Regions from separate parts of the Sus scrofa genome. Here region 2 is linked to region 1. The links are chromatin contacts, called in public HiChIP or PLAC-seq maps. All regions are on one chromosome and are shown on one strand. The core of a region is the stretch at or near the end of the contact, and the rest is flanking DNA. Distances in the headings are between cores, read along the strand shown. Region 1 holds the start of UQCC (ubiquinol-cytochrome c reductase complex chaperone). Region 2 holds the start of CEP250 (centrosome-associated protein CEP250).

The links. HiChIP or PLAC-seq counts read pairs in DNA pulled down with a chosen protein or histone mark.
Region 2: a contact with region 1 is called in an H3K27ac HiChIP or PLAC-seq map of alveolar macrophages. The contact joins the promoter of CEP250 here to the promoter of UQCC in region 1. A contact is called at or near these places in 2 of 2 datasets of contacts at active chromatin or transcription factors (alveolar macrophages and skeletal muscle).

The regions. Positions count from the first base shown.
Region 1 is chr17:38,772,414-38,777,905 of Sscrofa11.1, reverse strand. It overlaps UQCC (ubiquinol-cytochrome c reductase complex chaperone), which reads left to right and starts at 2,664. Exons shown (of 10, transcript NM_001172364.2): 1 at 2,664-2,705. The coding sequence starts at 2,682. It also overlaps the pseudogene LOC100523162.
Region 2 is chr17:38,807,229-38,812,720 of Sscrofa11.1, reverse strand. CEP250 (centrosome-associated protein CEP250) reads right to left here and starts at 2,997. Exons shown (of 34, transcript XM_013985307.2): 1 at 2,110-2,997; 2 at 933-1,010.

The DNA.
Region 1 (5,492 bases), core at 1,415-3,914:
TCTTGTCCCAACTTATGTGTAGGAGCACTACAGCATTGTTTTTCAATACTGCACTTATAAGCTGTCCACTTGAGTGGGAGAAAGCAACTTATTTTGGCTTATAAAATTCTTCATATGGAAGATGAATGAGGGAAATCTTTAATTTTCTGTATAAAGACCAAACTAAATCTATATATTAAAATCATGAATATCAGGAGACCATCAGTCTACTAATTGGTCTTCCATTTTCACGTCACCTTCTTTGATCCATTCTATATATAGTAGTCAAAGTTCATGTCTTAAACATGAACCAGTTAGCCCTCCCTTGATTAATGTCCTCCGATGGCTTCCTACAATACTTAGAAAAAATAAGTAAATCTAGACATCATCTAGAAGTCCTCACAAAATTTAGTCTCTGCCTATCCATCTTACTGATCTCTTTAAATTAAGATTAATTTCTTTTATTTTTTTTTGTCTTTTAAGGCTGCACCCATGGCATATGGAGGTTCCCAGGCTAGGGATCAAATTAAAGCTGTAGGGAGTTCCTGTTGCGGCTCAGTGGTTAATGAACCTGGCTAGCATCCATGACGATGCGAGTTTGATCCCTGGCCTTGCTCAGTGGGTTGAGGATCCAGTGTTGCCGTGAGCTGTGGTGTAGGTTGCAGACAGGGCTTGGATCCCAAGTTGCTGTGGCTCTGGCTTTGGCATAGGCTGGCGGCCACAGCTCTGATTGGACCCCTGACCTGGAAACCTCCATATGCCGTGGGTGCGGCCCTAAAAAAAGAAAAAAAAAAAAAATCAGAGCTGTAGCCGCTGACCTATGTCACAGCAACAGCAACGAGGGATCCAAGCCAAGTCTGCAACCTATACCACAGCTCACTGCACTGCTGGATCCTGAACCCACTGAGTGAGGCTCATGGATGCTGGTTGGGTTCCTTAACTGCTGAGCCATGATAGGAACTCAAAGTAAGATTAATTTCAAGGTCACACAGTTCCTCTTTGGATTCTTAAAACAAAGCTTTGTTTTTCTCATCTCAGGACTCTTGTCCTGGAATCTTCTTTTCCCTCTCTCCTTCCAGTATTTGCTGATAGATAAACACGTTCAGAAACACTTTCCTATGGCTAGCTCTTCTTGTCCTTTGTATCTCAATTTAGATGTCACCTCCTCAGAGAGGCCTTACCTGGCTTTTTAGGCCTGCAGCCACAGCATATGGAGGTTTCCCAGGCTAGGGTCTAATTGGAGCTACAACTGCCAGTCTATGCCACAGCCACAGCAGTGCACAATCTGAGCAGCATCTGTGACCTACACAGCCGACGGCAAGGCCAGATCCTTAACCCACTGAGCGAGGCCAGGGATGGAACCCGAAACCTCATGGTTCCTAGTCGGATTCGTTAACCACTGAGCCACAAGGGGAACTCCCCCCATGTTATTCTTTAGTTTAGCTCTTTGTTGTTTCCGTCGTAGCACTTACCACATTTTAAAATTATTTTATTTTTTTCATTGGCTTACCGGAATTTTGTGTGCCCAGCACTCTATGAACTTCCGGAAGCCAATATCCACACCCGTCTTATGTCCAGCACATAGTGGACTTTCAATAGGCTATGCTGACTGAATGAAAAGGAAGTCTTGGGGAGAGGGAGGGAGTGGGATGGACTGGGAATTTGGGGTTAATTGTTGCAAACTATTGCCTTTGGAATGGATAAGCAATGAGATCCTGCTGTGTAGCACTGGAAACTATATCCAGTCACTTTTGATGGGGCATGATAATATGAGAAAAAAGAATGTATATATGTATGTGTAACTGGGTCACCTTGCTGTACAGTAGAAAATTGACAGAACACTGTAAACCAGGTATAATACAAAAAAATAAAAATCATTAAAAAGAGCCCTCCCCCCCAAAGGAAGTCTTTCAACATCTTGCCTTTCTGCTCCCAGTTACCCCAGAAGCACTGACAACCCTCTCTCCTCTACTGCTCTTGGGATGCAATGATCCCAAGGCCTCTAGCCAAGGCCATTTGCTCCTGAGACCTCCTGTGGAAACTCCCTGCGCCCTTGAGTCTTTCTTTTGTATCCTCATCTTCATACTAATGTTCTTGTTCTATCAATACTCAAAGATGCCCCCAATCACAACCGACCAACCAGAAACTCCTGAAGTTCCTTCTTCAGGTCTCGGGTCAGCATGTGACCGCCCTTTACCCCTGACTTTCAGGACTCCTCTGTGTCCTGTGTTCTTCCTCTGGCGCAGGCTCCTAGCAGGGAGCCCTTAAATCCTGGGATTTCCCCAAGATCCTGTTTTTTTCAGCCGCCAGTGAAAAGGGGGGAAATCGTGGGTATAGTCTTGGGGAACAGGGACTCCGACAAGGCGGTGCTGAGGATTGAGACTGGATGAAGTGTGGGGTTAAGGAGTGAACTATGAAAAGCCCGCAGCAGAGGGTTGTGCGTACATAATTTAAGCCTCTGTGACGTGTCCGACAGAGATTTCAGCGGGGGACGCGCGCGCAGGTTCTGACGGTCGGCCGCGCTCGGGTGCCCTGCCTCCTCCTGCAAGCGGGGAAAGCGCGCGCTCGAGTGCGCAGAGCCCTCTGTGCGCCTGCGCTGCCCTTGTCCTGCACGCGCCGGCGAAAAGGCAAACTAGTGAAGGGGTGGCGGCAGCTGGGACTCCGGAAGCCCACCCTTCACCCGGAAATGGTTGTCGAGAAACATGGCGTTGCTGGTGCGAGTCCTTGTGAGTGAAGGAGTTATTTTGCGCTGCCGCCTTCCGGGCCCCGGGGTTGGAGTCGGAGAGGGCCGGGCGAGAGCAAGTAGATGGAAATGCAGGCGCGGATCCTGTGCCGTAGCGAGAATGCGCGGCCGCCTGTCTTCGGGGAAACTGAGGCAGCTTCCCATCTCCCACTACCATTGGTTCGGCCGTGGCTTTCCCCTCTTTGGAGAAGGGCGAGGAGTGACCTCGGACCTAAATTTGTTCAAGTTTGCTTTTCTTCGGTCACCACCTGTGGCGGCTTCCCCTCAGGGAGAGAGGCAGCGCGTGGGGCACTGACTGGAGTTTTGGGAGACCTGGGTTCTAGTTCCTATTCTGTCACTAATGCACAGGATGACCTTGGGCAAGTAACTTTTTGACATCAGAGTCGCCATGGGCAAAACAAGGACGTAAATGTGCAGGTCCTTCGGATTCTGAGGTTCTCTGGGTTTGTTTCAGAGATCGGGTATCTAGCACTTTACCGTACAGTTAAGTGGAATACTATTAGAAACTATTGGATTGAGAACTGGGGTCATATCTGCCGTTTTTACTTTGCCTAGCATAGTGTCTGGCACATCTAGATGTTCCGTAAAATATTTGTTGCAGGAATAAACGATATAAGTGAGGAAGGCTCCACTAATTAACACCCATATGGGAAGGTACTGCACTTCTTGAGATTCAGTCATGATCCTTCTAGCAGATTGTGACTTATAAGAATTAAAGAGAACGAAAGAGGCAACAGAAAAAAGGACATTACAGAGTTTGGTTCCTAATCATGGAGGGATGGGAAGGTTTATAATTTTATCAAGTCTTTCAAAAACTGGGTCAAGGACATTTTTTTTTTATAGCAGTCACTGACTAGTCCTGCCTGTAGCTATCTTTTGAGTTGTGATATTAGAAACTTTTATTTTAAATGTTTTTATGTATGGTTTGCATAGATATAAGATTTTACTTCTTGTATTCCTTGTCAGCCTAGCACAGTGCAGAGCCCTCTATTGTTGCTTAGTAAATGTATGAAGAGTAGCTCCTGACATCTATGGAAAGATTCCACTTGGCGGAAGTGGTTGTGGATGCCAGGGCAGAAATTGATTCAGATCTGAGGACTGCTGAGAAAATGGCAGATAGGATGTCCTGAGTGTTTTTAAGATGGGTATATGGGTGGGAAAGATGAGAATTTTATTGGGCTATAGGCCTGAAATGAATACATTGATTCATCTTGGAAGTTTGTGGGTGCCCCAGCTATCTTAAATCTTTTTGCTATTCAGCATGTGGAGGGTTGTAGGTTCATTTCTTCCTAGGTGGTAGCATCCATAGAAACCTCTTCTCTAATTGTCTTCTATTAGTTGAATTTTTAATTTTTCTTCTTTATCTCTTCCCAGTCATCTTTTTAGGTAAAAAAACAAGTTTAGATAAGGAAAGTCACTTTCACTTTATACTGTATACTGTAATTCTTCAAAGTCTTCTTATATGTTGCAATATAATGTGTGGCAAAGCAACAGAAATTCCCTTAGAACTAGAGAGTGACAGTAAACATGAAAGCAGATATTTATTAATCAGCTATGCTAAAGAGGCATTTGGGGTAGGCACTGTGAGGAATTCACAAATAGAGGAAAATGCACCTGTCTAGGAGTCAAAAGAGTCTTGTTTGAAAGCTAGGCCCCATTACTTACAATGGGTGTGGCCTTGAGCAAATCAGCTAACTTCTCTGAGCCTCAGATTTTCTTAAGGGTAAGTTTGATAGGGTTGATCAGAGAAAGAGTTTATACAAACGACATTTTAAATACTTTTTTCCCTTTATTTATTTATTTATTTAACATTTTTACAGCCTCACCTGCGGCCAGGGATTGAATCTGAGCTATAGCTGTGACTTACGGCATGGCTATGGCAGTGTTGGATCCTTTAACCCACTGCACTGAGCCAGGGATCAAACCAGAGCCTGTGCCTCCATAGCAACCTGAGCTGCTGTAGTCCAATTTTTTTTTTTTAATGGCTGCACCTGTGGCATATGTAAGTTTCTGGGCCAGGGACTGAATCAGAGCCACAGCTGGAGCTTATGCCACAGATACAGTAACACCAGATCTGAGCTGCGTCTGTGACCACGAGGTTCCTTAACTCACTGAGCGAGACCAGGGGTCGAACCCTCATCCTTACAGAGACAACTTCGAGTCCTTAACCCACTGTGCCATAGCTGGAACTCCTTCCCTTCCCTTTAATTGAGCAACTATGTTGAGTGTTTACTGCATTCTAGGAACTCTCCAAGGGACTGTGAAATGAAAAACATAGACCTTATTCTCATGTTTATAATCTAATAGAGACAGAAAAGAAAACTACCACTACAGTTCTTGAAATTCTGTGATAGGAGCCTGAACCAGTTGTTGTGGTAGCGGAGTAGAAAGATACCTAACCCAGCCTGAGGACAAGCATTCATCAGGGAGATGTTTGAACTAAATGAGAGAACATTAGATGGGGGAGAGGAGAAAGGGCATAGAGGAGAAGCATTAGCTTATACTATTGTGTTAAACAACCAAAGAGCTGTAAGTAAATCTCTTTGGCTGAGGGGCACTTGTGGGAAAAAGACAGAAGTGTTGCCTTACATATTACGGTTAGGAGTTGGAGATTTATCTTGAGGCAGAGGGGTCCATTTAAGTATTTTAAACAAAGGGAAGGTTTATTTTTAAAGTTTTTTTTTTTTTTTGGATGCATTTACTCTTTTCCTGATTTAAATTTTTAGTTTTTAGTTATTCATGCTTTATTAGCTTTTTTATTTTTTTTTAT
Region 2 (5,492 bases), core at 1,748-4,247, 34 kb before region 1:
AATCACTGTATTGGCTTACCAGATCCTAATTGTTTGATCCCAGCTTCTGATTGTTTTAATTCCGTTCCTTACGCCTCTCCCCTTCGCTCATATCCTTCCAGTCACACAGCCCTCCTTGCTGGATGTGTCTGGAACACATTAAGCCATACACTCATCCAGGTCCTCTTCTTCCAATTATCCTCATGATTTACTCCCTTGCCACCTTCAGGTCTCTGTTCAAATGTCACCTTCTCAGTAAGCTGTTCCCTAACCACCCAATATAAAATACCGCCACCCCTCCTCACACTCTACTATTTTCCTATTTACCTTACATACTTTATCTGTCCCTTCCTGAGTATTATGTATAATATATCTCACACAATATACATTTCCCAAGTGCAAGAATACTGTTTTATTGACTGCTGTATTCTCAGCTCCTAAAACAGTGCCTGGTATTATAACTGGTACTCATTAGATATTTGACGAATGAATGAATGAATATTAGACCATTAGGCAACATGAGCTATAACAAACTGACAGTTCTATAACCTTCTAAAAGGTAAAACAAAACAGAAACAAACAAAACCCAGATCATGTAGTTTGTATGGCACACTTCACACAATTATTTGATATCTTCATAAAAAAAAACCCTTTGAGATGAAATTATTGCCTTCATTTTACACAAGAAAACAGGCTCCAAAAAATGTAAGGGATATAACTCAACAGTAGCAGAGCAAAGACTGAACCCCAGTCTGGTTCCAAATTCTATGCCCTCTCCGTTACATTATGCTGTCTCCTAAATCATGAGATATGAAATCACAGCTCTGTGAGGGACACTTTCTAAGTTGTGAAATGATGAGGTCTAAGTCTGCACCTCTCTGACGGAAAAGGACCAAAGAAAGGTAGAGTGTGACTGAAAGGACAGAGGGCCAGCCGCAGAGTCATGAACTCACTGTATATTTGGGGACATCCATTCTTCTTTCCAAGCCTTCTCATGTGCATCGTAATCCTGGCCTCCATAACTCATGGGCCTAATGTAAAAATTCAGCAGACTTTTTTTGTGAGTGTGTCTTTTTAGGGCCGCAACTGAGGCATATAGAGATTCCCAGGCTAGGGGTCGAATCAGAACCTTAGCTGCTGGCCTACACCACAGCCAGAGCAAAGCAGGATCCGAGCTGTGTCTGCAACCTACACCACAGCTCACAGCAACACCGGATCCTTAACTCACTGAGTGAGGCCAGTGATCAAACCTGCGTCCTCATGGATGCTAGTCAGATTCAATTCCATTGAGCCACGGTGGGAACTCCAATTCAACAGACATTTACCAAACCTTAGGGCAATCTAGGGATTATCACATGTTCTGGGGACAGAGAGTCTAGAATTTGTATCCCGGCTCCACCAGCTTAACAGTTGTGGGACTCCAGGAAATTGATCTGAGTGCCTTAGTTTCTTCACGCCTACAGAACCCGCCTTGTGGAATTGCTGTGAGGATTAAATGGGCCTTTATGTGTAATGCATTTAGTGACTATTCAGTAAATGCGAGCTATATTATTATCATCATCACGTGCTAGATCCTGGGAGAGGGATGAAAAGCGGAAGGCATAACGCCCCAACAAGTGCACGGCTGCCAAAGAGGAGCAGGAAAAGTAACTATGCGCAGAGTGCAAAAACCCAGCAGTGAGCTTACGGCGCCTTCAGAAAGCGACGAGGTAAGGTTTCTGAAAAAGTGATACTTAAGTTGGGTCCCGAAGAATGAGAGTTCCAGAGTGGGGCGGCGGGTAGGACCGGACTTTCGGACAGTCACATGCAAAGCCCCAAGGGCAGAGGAAGTCGCGAAATCCTGGGAGCCTGGAGCGGGACGCGCAGGAGAGCGCAGCGCCTTATCCTGACAACCCCAGGGTCGGGAAGCTCCCTTTCTGCAAGGTCTGGAGCCCAGAGCGGTAGCAACAGCAGGACGCGGAGGCCAGGGGCCAGAGCCCCAGAACAGGACCCAGCCTCTTTTGGGCCTCTGAGTTTCTTCTGGGAAACCGGAGGCCGCTGCCCGAATGGGATTCCCAGGAGCACCCTAGTCGCTGGGCCTTGGACCGTTAACACGGGTACCTCCCGCCCGCCCCTGAGGCCCTTCCTCACCACGCTCCGCTCCCGCAGGTTCCCAGGGTGCTCCTCAGCGCGGGAGTCGGTGAAGCTGCAGCTGAGGCCGGGCGGGGGAGGCGGGGCGGGGGCTCACGGAGTGGCTGGGGCGCAGGCCCCGCCCCCCAAACTCCCGCCCTTTCGGAGAGCCCTGCCGCTCCAGCCGGCGCTCCAGAGAGGACTGCATCGCCTTAGGGGCCTCTCGCCATGTTGAGTACTGGCAGCTGTTTTACAAGAGTGGCCCAGAAGAAAAGAAGGGATTATGTTAAGAGACGTTAGATTTCCTCGCCCGAAATGGAGACATCCAGGGTTGCTTATTTGAGCAAAGGAAGTTTCGGTAACAGAAAACACTTGCCCTCAATCGTATCCCTTTTGGCTTCGAGGTTACATACGGCGCATGTGTGTGGTCGCCTCGTTCTAGATGCGCCTGCGCAATGCTCCACTCCCAAACCTGAGTACAATTAACTACGTGCTGAAGGAAACTGGCTCCTGGTCGCGGCAAAACTCAGCTTCAATCTCCGAAACTCCAAGTAGCTTCAGGCTACTCAACATTCATAATATAATTACTTAATGTCATTTGAATACACTTTGCACCGGAGACTGCCTGAATGTCCTGCATCCCACTGGAGAGCTACAGTTTATATAATTTTCTGAATAAGCCTGACTCTCTCTAGAGGACTCTAGAGCGTGTTTTGCACATGGATTATCAATGCACTTTTTTAGAGCTGTAAATTTTATTTACCTGCCATTCTTTTCCACTCCTTGGTTCTCAAATTTTAGTTGGAGAGTCTCTTGTGCAGCGGTTTAAGGATTTGTCGTTGTCACTGCAGTCGCTTAAGTTGCTGCTTTGGCCCGGTTTCTATCCCTGGTCCAATAACTTCCATATGCCCTGGGTGCGGCCAAAAAAATAAATAAAAATTAAAAAATAAAATTTGAGTTGGGGTGTTCCCGTAGTGGCTCAGAGGTAAAGAACCTGACTGGTATCTACGAGGATGCGGGTTTGATTCCTGGCCTCGATCAGTGGGTTAAGTGTCCCGCGTTGCCCTGAGCTGTGGTGTACCTCGACAACGCGGCTGGGACCCCCCCCAAAAAAAAGACAAAAAAATTGGGATTAAAAAACAATAACGGGTATTTCTTAAAATGTAGAGTTTTTTTGTTTGTTTTTTGTCTTTTTAGGGCCACACCCGTGGCATATGGGGTTTCCAGGCTGGGGGTCGAATTGGAGCTGTAGCTGCCAGCCTACACCCACAGCCACAGACACACTGGATCAGAGCCTCCTCTGCAACTGATCCCACAGTTAATGGTAACACTGGATCCTTAACCCACTGAGCAAGGCCAGGGATCAAACCTGAGTCTTCGTGGATACTAGTTGGGTTTGTTAACCACTGAGCCACAACAGGAACTCCAAAATGTAGACTTTTGGATTCCACCCATGGAGAGTCAGTAAACCAGGCATGGAGCCCAGGAATGTGTCTTCCAGCAAATACCCTGAGTGATTATGATGCATTGGGAACACATTTTGAGAAGCATAGCATAAGTTTGTGTATCTCTAGCACCCAGCACAAAGGCTGGTACAAAATAGGTGCTCAGTAAGTGCTGAGTGAACGGATGGATTGATGGGTAGTAGGAGTGAAACAGGCAATGCACAGCCAAAGGGAACCTGAGAAGGGAGCACTTCAATAAGAGCTATATTGTATCTTTTCTCCTAAAAGAACAAAAGTTCTTTCTTTGGGGGGGGGTCTTTTGAGGGCCCCACTCACCCCTGCATGTGAAGTTTCCCAGTCTAGGGGTCTAATCTGATCCCTAACCCACTGAGCGAGGCCAGAGATCAAACCCACAACCTCATGGTTCCTAGTCGGATTCGTTGCTGCTGTGCCACAGCAGGAACTCCCAAAATAAATTCTTAATAGTTACCTTGAGGGAAAAAAAAAATAGTAAGTTGGCAGGGAGGGAGGACAATGAATCTGAAAAGCAAACTATCTTGAAAGAGAAGAAAAAACATCCAGGACATTGGACAGAGAAAAAAGATACAAAGACTCAGTTGTGTGGGAATCCACCCCAAGAAGATGGTCCCCTGACAGGTTGTGTGCAAGAATAGTCACTGCAGTATTTGGAATGTTACCCACACCAACCTCAGGGCTTTTGCAGATGCTTTGCCATCTCCTAGGCCAGTTTTGCCAGAGCTCTTGGATTAGCTGATAACTTCCTCTCTTTCAGGTCTCAAATCAGTTAGGTCTTCCCTGACCATGCTATTTACAGTAATACCCTATCATTTTCTATCACAGTGCTCTTTTTATAGTATTTCCTACTTTTTTTTTTTTTTTTTGGTTTACCTGTTATCTTTCTCCCTCTCTAAAATTTAAGTTTCCTGAGGCTAGAAGACTATGTCTGACTTAGCATTTAACATAGAACCTGACACATATTAGGTGCCAAATAAGTCTCCATGGAGTTCTTGTTGGGGCTCAGCAGCTTAAAAACCCAGTTGAGATCCACAAGGATGTGAGTTTGATTCCTGGCCTCATTCAGTGGGTTAAGGATCCTGTATTCCCGCAAGCTGTGGTGTGGATCACAGATGGGGCTCTTTAATCCCAAGTTGCTGTGGCTGTGGTATGGGCTGGTAGCTGCAGCTCTGATTCAGCCCCTAGCCCAGGAAATTCCATGTGATGCAGGATCAGCCCTAAAAAGAAAAGAAAAGAAAAAAAAAATCATCCATGGGCTGAATGAAATCAGCCCCAGTATTACAAAGGTTAAGGACATAAAATCCATCTACATACTGCGCAATACATTTTAAGACAAAGAGGAATAAACATAGGTTTCAGACTATCAAGACATATCAACAAAGGGCAAATGGAATAGAAGGTGATTAAAACCAAACAGGAATCTTTAATCTTAGTAAAAATAATTCATTAATACATATCCTCATTCATTTATTCATTCACCCAGCAAACATTTATTTATATGTATTAGTATTAGATAATAATACTATGTATTAACAGCAAGTTGGAAATTGTATTAAAGCATAATAAAATATACTCAATATGCTGTAATAAGCTAGATGGGAAGAAAGAATGGATATATGAATATGTATAACTTAATCACCTTGCTCTACACCTGAAACTAATACAACATTGTAAGTCAACTATACGCCAGAAAAATACCCAGTACTGGGTATTTTGTCTGGGCCAGAGCAGAAACTGCAGTTAGCTGATGCCTGAGAGTGGGTAACATTCCCCCCAGAGGTTCTGTAGGCTCTGAAAGTACATCAGCCTTCAAACAGCCTATGACGTACCAGGGACACTTGAGACAAACCAAAGGGTGTTCATATCCATCCCTTGAATTGCTTGGGACCCAAGAATTCTTTGGGAAAAGACAATCTAGCCACA